2 separate regions of the Pungitius pungitius genome follow, and region 2 is linked to region 1. Evidence: chromatin contacts called from public Hi-C data. All regions are on one chromosome and are shown on one strand. Each heading gives the region's core, a stretch centred on a gene start, on an enhancer-like site or on the middle of the called end of the contact. The rest is flanking DNA. Distances are from core to core; before and after follow the strand shown. Region 1 holds the start of pygl (phosphorylase, glycogen, liver). Region 2 holds the start of LOC119227540 (guanine nucleotide-binding protein G(I)/G(S)/G(O) subunit gamma-2).

Region 1 (4,698 bases), core at 1,886-4,385:
GAGTGATTTGGAAACAGACGTCTTTATGCAAGGCGCCGATGTTGCAGCGGTTTCCTTCTTCCTTGAAGGGGTTTCTGTGTAAAACAAAGACGTGTCGTGAAAGTGGGTTTTACATCAGGAATCAGCACTCACAGTCCCTTAAGTTAAAGTCGTTGGGGGCTCGGGCGGACCACAGCCTCATGGTGTTTACAGTGTTGTTCATGTAGCCGGGGATGGGCGTGTCATAGGGCATCGCCAGAACTACCTGTATGAATGAAAGGGAACCAGAGTAAAAACCGGTTATCTTACTCAGAGGCCACATTTTGATTGGAATAAAAATTAATAACAATAGATGTGTGTTGAGACCCATCAATGGAAAAAAGCTTTTTAAAAGAATTCTGAGATTAAATAATATCAACACACAGCTGCCATTTTTTACTATTTGTCGCTATTTTTGTAGTGATCTAAACTCATCTTCAGTACCTGAGTGTCGACCCATTTGGAGCCATCTTTCGTCTCCTCTACCCGTCCATAGAAGTGAACCGGCAACATGTACTCTGGACGGGCTTTCTCCCACGGGTTTCCATGCCTCAGCCAATCATCCGCCTCCTCCACCTACGAAAAGGTCGGACAGAGAAGGGATCAAAATGTGTTGGAGATGCTGCTGTCCAGATAGAATGAAGAAGCATTTAGCAAAACTGTAGTAATGTCTACCTCATCAGGCCTCTGAATGCAGCATGTTGAGGTAAGACAAATGAATGTGAATGAACCAAGTTACAGGAGGTATATCAAGCCCAATCAGGGTCATTGGGTTTATATATTTGATCATATTTGTCTGAAGTGCTGACTAGCAGCAGGGATGAAATGGGTTCATCCACCCTAGTAAGAAAACACAGAGCTTGAATCCAGTTCAGAAGTTCATATTTACACTCTGGTTCTGAACAGCAAACAACCAGGAGAAATCAAAAGGGCTAAAGTCTTTAGTTTGGGGGTCTCTTATCACGGGATACGCAATATGCATTTTGTCTTTCCATCGAAAACCAACCAGCAGCAGCCCTTGCGCCACTGCGGTACGTGCAAGTTCCTGTTAATGATTAGCCTGTAATGTATCCTGACCTCACCCATGTCTACTTTAGCCCTGCTGCACTCAGACAACAAATGAACACATGAACATGGGTCAGCAGCAGAATCCTGAATTTCAAAGTTAAAGATTAGAATGGATCTATGAACTAGGGAGATAACTGGTCATGTTAGTTCAAAACAAGGCTTTTGTGTTTTGAAGGCCAAAGAGTTGCTAAATAGCTGACGGCCTTTGGATGAACATTTTGCAGAAAAACCACATCTGTTCCTGCAGTTACCTGCCAGCCGTCTCTTATCTTCTGGTTAAAGATTCCATATTCATATCGAATGCCGTAACCGTACGCTGCAAGACCCAAGGTGGCCATGGAGTCCAAGAAGCATGCTGTGTGCAAAACAAAGAAAAAAATAATTTTGTAATTGACAAAAATACACAATTGGGCTGATGTGAAACATCAGAATGACAGTTAGTGGGGTAATGCCCATTGTGTTGCAACATGTCTGTGGCTGCCTGTTGCTTTAAACAGGAACACAGAGGTATTTGATGGACACCTGCCAAAATATATAGGAAATGATGATGATGGAGTATTGTTGTGTGAGATAAAGTGTTTTCCTTTGTGTATTTGTTGTTGACTCATTTACTGTTGGATTTAAAGCTTTTCTATTTCTTTCCCTCTGCAACTGAATCGTGTTAGAGGGGTGAAATACAATAAAAATATCATCTCTTTCTATCAGTCTACCGCAGGTACCAATATCTGTAGTATTTTTGGTACCTGCGAGTCGGCCCAGGCCTCCGTTCCCCAGACCTGCATCCTCCTCCATCTCCTCCAGCTCCTCCATGTCCAGCCCGAGCTGCAGCAAAGGGGAACGCACAGGTTTTTCAAAACTGGCAGTCATTATGAGCATTAAATATGGGGGGCGGGGGGGTCGTGTTTGCAGATGTTCCTTGTTTCCTGTAAACTTGAGTCTGACCTGGTAGATGGCCTCATCGCAGGCGTTCTGCAGCCCCAGGTTGATCATCGTGTTTTGGAGCGTCCTGCCCATGTAGAACTCCAGAGACAGATAATACACCCTCTGAACATGTGGAGAAAAAGAGAAGAAAATATCTTTATCTGCAGGCTTCCTCTTTTCAGAGATGTTATGGATCCAAAACAAATTGAAAACAAATATTTGTGTTATACTTCGTGAAGGTGCAGAGAAAGCGGTTTGGAGGCGAGCAGTAAATAGATGAAAATGGAACGAGCAAATAGCTGGCAGAGTAAACATGATGCAATAACCGAACAAAGAACCTCTTGAAAGTTTTTGGGCACCGATAAACATTGCTGAAGACTCCTTTCCATACATAAATAAAATACATACTAAATGTATGCATGCATGATCTAGAGAATAAATGATTTGTTTTTCATCAAAAGACACAGTCGATATGACCTGAAATGAAGTAAGCAGAATTTATTCCATTTGTACTTAAAGTAAAATTGCAAACATCATCTACATGTGAAACACATTTCTGGGTAGTTTTGACAATCAAAGATTGTATATTTTATAGCCATAATCATCAAAATGATATCAAACAAAGGCTTGAAATATCTCACTTTGCATGTAATGAGTCTATAGATTTAGTTTCACATTTAAGTTGAATTACTGAAATGTAATGAGAATTTTTCGAGTTTCACCTGTAATATATATTTTCTGCGGTGCAAGTGTCTCTTGCCAAACTCTTTCAACCCACTACATCACTGCCCCTGAGGTGCAGTGCGGCGGAACCTTTACCTTTGGGTCCGTTTCATAGTAAAACTGCTGCGTTCTGATCCACCTCCCCACCAGGTGGTCCCTCACTGTGTGAGCCAGGGCGAAGTAGTAATCCCTGGGGGTTGCAATGTTTCTGTCTTTCACCAGAGTGAAATGCAGGTGGCGATTGAAGCCCTTCTTCAGCTCTGCAACGTTCTCCACTCCCACGATGCCCCTGATGCTGATCTGCTTGCGCTTCTCCTGGTCGGTGAGTGGGGTCGCCATGCTCGGGCCGCAAGGTCTGTCCTGAGGGTCCTTGAGTGGTCGACTGGTCCCGGCTGGAAGTGAAGTTTCCGCGTAAGATGGTGGCCCATTTTCACGCAGCAGTCTCCTCCTTTTGTGGCTTTTGATTGGTGAGTGCGTGGGGGAGGGAGTTTCGGCCGGCCGGCCCCCGCTGAGCAGCGCGAGGAGGCGCAGGTAGTCAGTATTTGTGTGTGTTTTTTTTAAATATACTGTGTAATATTTGTAATTATAATACGGATAGATGAAATCCAGCGTTCTGATTAGATTGAGATGGAGTCACATTATTTAAGCAATAAGGTACGAGGCTGTACTTTATCGGCCGATAATGTAGCAGAATAATAATGATTCGAGACATCCTCCAATTATTATATTTATTCACACATAGGTCTTATTCTTGTTCTGCGTCTTGAATTCAGATGAGAAATGAGCCAAAAAACATCAAAAAGTACATCAGTAAGATTAAAGGAGTGTCGTTAGAGGAGGTTATTATTTCCCAAGAATAAAGTCTGCCATCAGACCCTGGCAAAGGCCTTAGACGTGTTTCATTGGTGATTTATTGTGGTATATTTAGGTGTGATACATTTCAAACATCCGTATTTAATAAATATAATACAAACACAACAGCTGACATCAATCATTTAAACCTTCATAATTATGAAGTGAATAATCATGAAATACCAGGACGATTACATTGGTTATATGGAAATGGACTTAACATGTACAAAGGTCAGAGGTCTCTGTTGTGTTCAAAGAACCCCACCAATTTTTTTTGAATGTTTAAGACCAGAACTCAAACTTTCAGGTTCAGTTTTACAGGATCATCAAACTGTCCTGCAAACAATTTTCCAATTACTTCTGAATCTCTGAAAATGGGGATGATTGTATAAAAACGGCTGTAGTTTGAAAACTTTTAAGTGGGTGGTTTTGTATTCAGTGAGTTAAAGCTGAGAGTCTACACTTCAACCAAATATTGAGTGCTTCAGTTCAAATCAATGGGGGCGCTTAAAGAGGCAGCATTTTGAAAAACAGTGTCATGGTCCAGATACTTATTGCCCTAATTGTACATAGATGGATAGATAGATTTATACATAGATAGATAGATTCTAGTTTCATATATACATACATTGATGGCTTGATAAGTAGACCTTTTAATGGGGCACACCTAAAATATTGTAGGTAAAATCAATTATGTGAATTTATAATCCCCATAATTAGACAAGTGTACCTGTAGGTAAAAGGGGTTTCGATTGATCGCCTCGTTACATCTACTTTGATTCACAAACAGTAAAATACAGACAGAGACAAAAGGGGACCTTGTTGACACCTATTTATTGAATATTCACACATACAAAAAAACACAGAGGCTCATTTTACACTTCATTTCTTCATAATAATAGCAGTAATGTGGTAATGATGGACGTATAATCCTGACAACCATAATAATCCTACTGTGTTAAAATCAAAGTTATAACAATGTTCATTTCATGTTCATAATTTTCTTCAGAGACATATTTCACCATCATTGTAAATAATAACAGCAGAAGATGACGTTTCACCTCAAAGATCAAACAGGTCAAAAAGAATTTGGAGGTAAAATGTAAAATGCAGGTA
Region 2 (4,511 bases), core at 1,262-3,761, 130 kb after region 1:
CTGGTCGGCTTGGGCCAGCAGCTGCCTGGAGGAGCCAGATGGTCGCAAATCAGAAATAAAATCCAGCCCCCCACCCCCAGTCTAAATAACCCATCTAACACACACACACACACACACACACACACAAATAAACGCTTGATCATTCGAACATTCAAACATCCTCTGCTGGCTCTCCCAAAATTACCATTGTGTGACTTATGTAGTCATGGTTCTAACTTAAAATGAGGCATTATTTTCTACTCTTGGTTAAGAAATAACATTGGCACCTCTCCTGAAAAGCTGACCTGTATTTCAGCTCCACTCATATTACACTAGAAAAGGCTATTTGGTAATACCAAATGTGCAAGTCATCTCATCTGCCCATCTCCACTGAGAAGTGGATTAACAACACTTATTAAACCAGGCTATTAACCAAACAGCTGCCCCACACAGTTCAAAGATGATCCCCAGAGCCGATAATAAAACGTGGTAATCAGATTACACATCTCTAGATTTATCCCATCTCCAGTGATGAAGGGTCTCCCTGTTGCCGTCTCTGCTGAAGCTCAACAAGGCCAGAGGTGTCTGCAGCTGCAAGTGGAATGTTGTGTGGTTGACATCTAGCCAGCGGGTGAGCAGGGAAGTGGAAATATTGATCCATAACAATATAAATGTTAAGTTTATAATTGTTTCAAATGGTGGATATATAGTTTAAAGGTTGAGTTTATGGAACTCACAAGTAATCTTAATGAAAACTTATCAAACCCACCTGAACATTGAGGATTTAAATTAATAAAAAGTGGCGTCAGTAACCACCTTTGTATAATTAATGATTAAGTTTGTAGAGAACTTAATGGCATCCTGACAGATGACAGTGTTCCTGAGCTCATCGGAGAGGCCTTTTGGAGGAAGTCAGATTCCGAAAGGATTACAGGTACTTGAACCCAAAATCACAAGTCGGGGACGAGTTCTTTACTCTTGTTCAGGCAGGGTCAAAACCGGGATATCAGTCCAACAAATCCTAGTTTGGGTAGTCATGCAAACAGGGCTGAAACAGGCACATCAGGAACAAAAATCAATATACACTGGAGCGCTTAGCAGTAACACACAAGACCATCTGGCAGAAGGCAAGTGCAAGTGTGGGGACCTAAATAGTGAGGAACTAATGAGGGAAAGGGCTGCAGGTGGGACGGGCATGAGGACCAGGTGAAGGGAATGAGAGATGATCTCGCGTTGATAACAGGATCTGGAATGACAGGAGAGTTCATTGACAAGCAGGAGAACTACTAGTAAGAAGGAGAATTCGAGACAGAAACCAGTGGCTTGGGGGACCCAGGAAGGGCTTTCACAGGCCACCACGTTGTCCCTGGTGACCGAGGCTGCTTGTGATGCCTCCGCAGGAACCGTGACTCACGTATTCTCCATCTCCCTCCTCTTTTCTCCACCGCCTCTTGTCGGTTGCGCACTGTTATCGTAGGTTTTCGCGCAGCATCATGTCTGCCTGAAGGAAGTTGAGGGAAATGTGATTCACAGAAAACGTGACGTTCAGCTCAGACAGTAGGGCGAAGATGAGTAACGGGAGCCGAGTTTAGCCTCAGGCAAAGCGCGCACGTGCATGGAAGCAGATCTACAGCATGCTCTCGGGAAAACAGGAAAGTGTGAACACAGGCATGCGATCAGAAATATACAAGACTAACTAGGAAGCCATTTATCAGAGTACAATCCATATTATTTCTTTAAATTGATTCTCTTCCTGTAGTTTTTTTAATTTGGTTATAAATATGGGAATGCAAATGTCTTCATTTTTGCAGGTATCTTGTGTCATTAAACTATTGGACCCATTTGAATCATAGTGACATGGTGCTAAATGAAAATGTCAGAGGACACATATAGTCTTTAACCGTGTGTTCTCCCACACACTCCTCCGTTCTCTTCACTGGTTACCAGTGGCTGCCCGCATCCACTTAGAAACATTGGTGCTCACGTACCATGCTGTGAATGGATCGGGTCCAGTCTACATCCAGGACATGGTGAAACCCTCCATCCCAACCCGCACACTCCGCTCTGCATCTGCCAAGCGGCTTGTTCCTCCCTCTCTGAGAGAAAAGCACTCGGCGACATCGCGACTCTTCGCTGTCCTGGCTCCCAGATGGTGGGATGAGCTCATCATGAGCACAGAGAGCCTCTACGTCTTCCACCACAAACTAAGACACACCTCTTCAGACTATACCTTGACTAAAAACACTAACCAATTATAGCACTTAATGGCTCTTACCTGTAGCAAGTTGTAAATGAGCTTATTTATTTAAATTGCACTTTGTTTCGTGTTCTTTTGGGTTTGTATCCTTATGGTTGAAATGCCCTCATTTTGCGTCAGCTCAATGACATGTAACGTAATCTTTTCACTGAAGGTGGTCAGAGTCTTTTCCCGTGGACCTTTGGGAGACAGAGGGCGCGTACTCTGATAGCAGTAAATAGATGGACGGAGGAGGAGGAGGAGGGTGGTTTCGTGCAGCCTGAGCGTTGGGCTGAAGGGTGGAGACTCAGCAGCAGTGAGGAGGGAGGCAGGGAGGATCTCAGCTGGAGCAGAGAGAGAGAGGGAGGGAGAGAGAGAGAGAGGCGTACAGAGAGAGGAGTGTGTGTGGATGTACTCCTGCCTCGCTGGCTGAGCGTGTGTGTGTTTGTGTGGCAGAACGGGGGGAGGACGCGTGGATACTACTCCACAGGGCTCCATGTGTTTTGGCATCCCAGAAAGAGACCACGCATACAACCAAACAGGTAGGATTTGAAAATCTTCTCTTGGCTGCGTATTGTTATTTGACATTCTCCTGTTTTGATGGCGTTAATCACATCAAAAACAGGGTGTGTTCCAGAGAGGGGGGGTCGTTCATAATCAACGCTGTCGTTTTGTCAGCGCTCGAGGGACAAGATAGATGCCGGCTGGCGCACATCCTGGAATCCCCTCCTCCCTTTTACATTCTCCAGACCCCCCTCGCCCCACCCATCTCGCACCCTCTTTCATGAGAGGGGTGAAGAAGAGAAGAGGGTCCCTTCTTTTCTTCCTCCCTTCTTTTCCTCCCTCAAGGATGTGGCCGATCCTCGAAGTGTAGTCAGAGGAATTAGCGGCATCTGTTTAGTCTGGGGGATATTTTTACAATGAAGAAGACAGAGAGGGGGGGGGGGGGTGGTGAAAAACGGGGAGATGAGGAAAAAGGGGTCTCAGACGATACAGACCGGAGAGGAATCCCACACGCCTCCTGTGAGGTTTTCCATTCCCATTGACAACTCCCACCCTTCATACGGCGAGGAGAAAGCAGTCGACCACACACAATCTGTGTAGTGGCTTAATCAGGCAGATGGCTGGGAGAGGAGGAGGAGGAGGAGGAGAAGAAGGAGGAGGGGTTCGGTGTTTTTATGTTGCTCATAGAGAGATACAGTCGCTGACAGCACCATGCGTTCACAGAAAGGTGAAAAAAAGAAAACAAAGACAGATGCTCTGTTTTTCCCACTCTATGCTCGTCACTCGAACGCGTCGTCACGTACGACTCGCATTAAACCGTCCAATCGTGTGTGTTGCATTTCCAGGCCTGTTACAAACGCACACAGCAAGTCCAAATTACGCAACAGCTCACGCGCCCGTGTGGTCCAGCATTGTATTTCCTGGGCAAGCTGCTCCGAGGCCACAGATCGTTTCACACATGCGTCGAGGTTCATGCTTGAAGAGCTTGCAACGATTAACAAGACACGTCGGAAGCCTCGAGAGATTTCTCCGAGCACAACAGAAATAGTCGAGTCAGACGGATAGAAAGCAGAGAGGGAGGAAGGATCCACATTACACTCTCCACTTCCGTCACTGCTTTCTCCCAAATTTCCATCCATCCTTTGGCCGAGCTTCCTAGAAGCATAACTCAAGTAGCAGGAGGTGGGAAGGGTGCTTTGACCTTTGTACTGCGCACACGCTCACTGTGTTGATTTTGGGTTCCAACCCTAATCCGTCGTGCTGTGGTTTGTCTGAAAAGAAGCATCTAGAGACGGGAGCCAAATCTTGTCAAACCAAGTCTCAAGCCTGTGAAAGAAAGTGAAAATCATCAGTTTCCAGCCAGCTTTTGGACCAGATGTATGCAACATAGTTTGGACATACTGTAAATGTTTTTGAGCCTTTTGGGACTCATTACAAGTCTTGTCCAAACAAGTCTCAAGCCCTTGAGGCTTTGTTGTTGTTGTTGTGTTTAATGGTCAACACAAGTCTGAGTCAGATAAGTCTCTCACCTGTCAAGTTTGACTTCCTTTTGGGTCTTGTCCAACAAAGTCTTTAGACGACCTGCTGGTCCCTGAAGTCATATTTTCACTCGTTCCACTTGAGTCTGACTCACAGTGCAACTGAGAAAGTGTGTCGTTTTCACAGCTCCTAGGACCAAACTATTAGGTCCTCTTTTCTTGGTGTCCTCTGGGACTCCTAAATCCTTAGGAAGTCCAATCTTCTTGCAGTCGTCCAAGTCAAGTCAGCATTTTTGCAACGTTCGTCTGACTCG

What was found. A called contact is a pair of places that touch in the nucleus more often than the background predicts.
Region 2: a contact with region 1 is called in a Hi-C map of muscle, with 3 times the contacts expected there. The contact joins the promoter of LOC119227540 here to the promoter of pygl in region 1. A contact is called at or near these places in 2 of 2 Hi-C or Micro-C datasets (both in muscle).

Annotation. Positions count from the first base shown.
Region 1 is chr14:13,039,592-13,044,289 of fPunPun2.1, forward strand. It overlaps pygl (phosphorylase, glycogen, liver), which reads right to left and starts at 3,136. Exons shown (of 20, transcript XM_037486202.2): 1 at 2,827-3,136; 2 at 2,029-2,130; 3 at 1,830-1,908; 4 at 1,338-1,441; 5 at 463-594; 6 at 133-244. The coding sequence starts at 3,069. trim9 (tripartite motif containing 9) reads right to left here. Exons shown (of 10, transcript XM_037486354.2): 10 at 4,398-4,698.
Region 2 is chr14:13,169,773-13,174,283 of fPunPun2.1, forward strand. It overlaps LOC119227540 (guanine nucleotide-binding protein G(I)/G(S)/G(O) subunit gamma-2), which reads left to right and starts at 2,512. Exons shown (of 4, transcript XM_037486395.2): 1 at 2,512-2,757.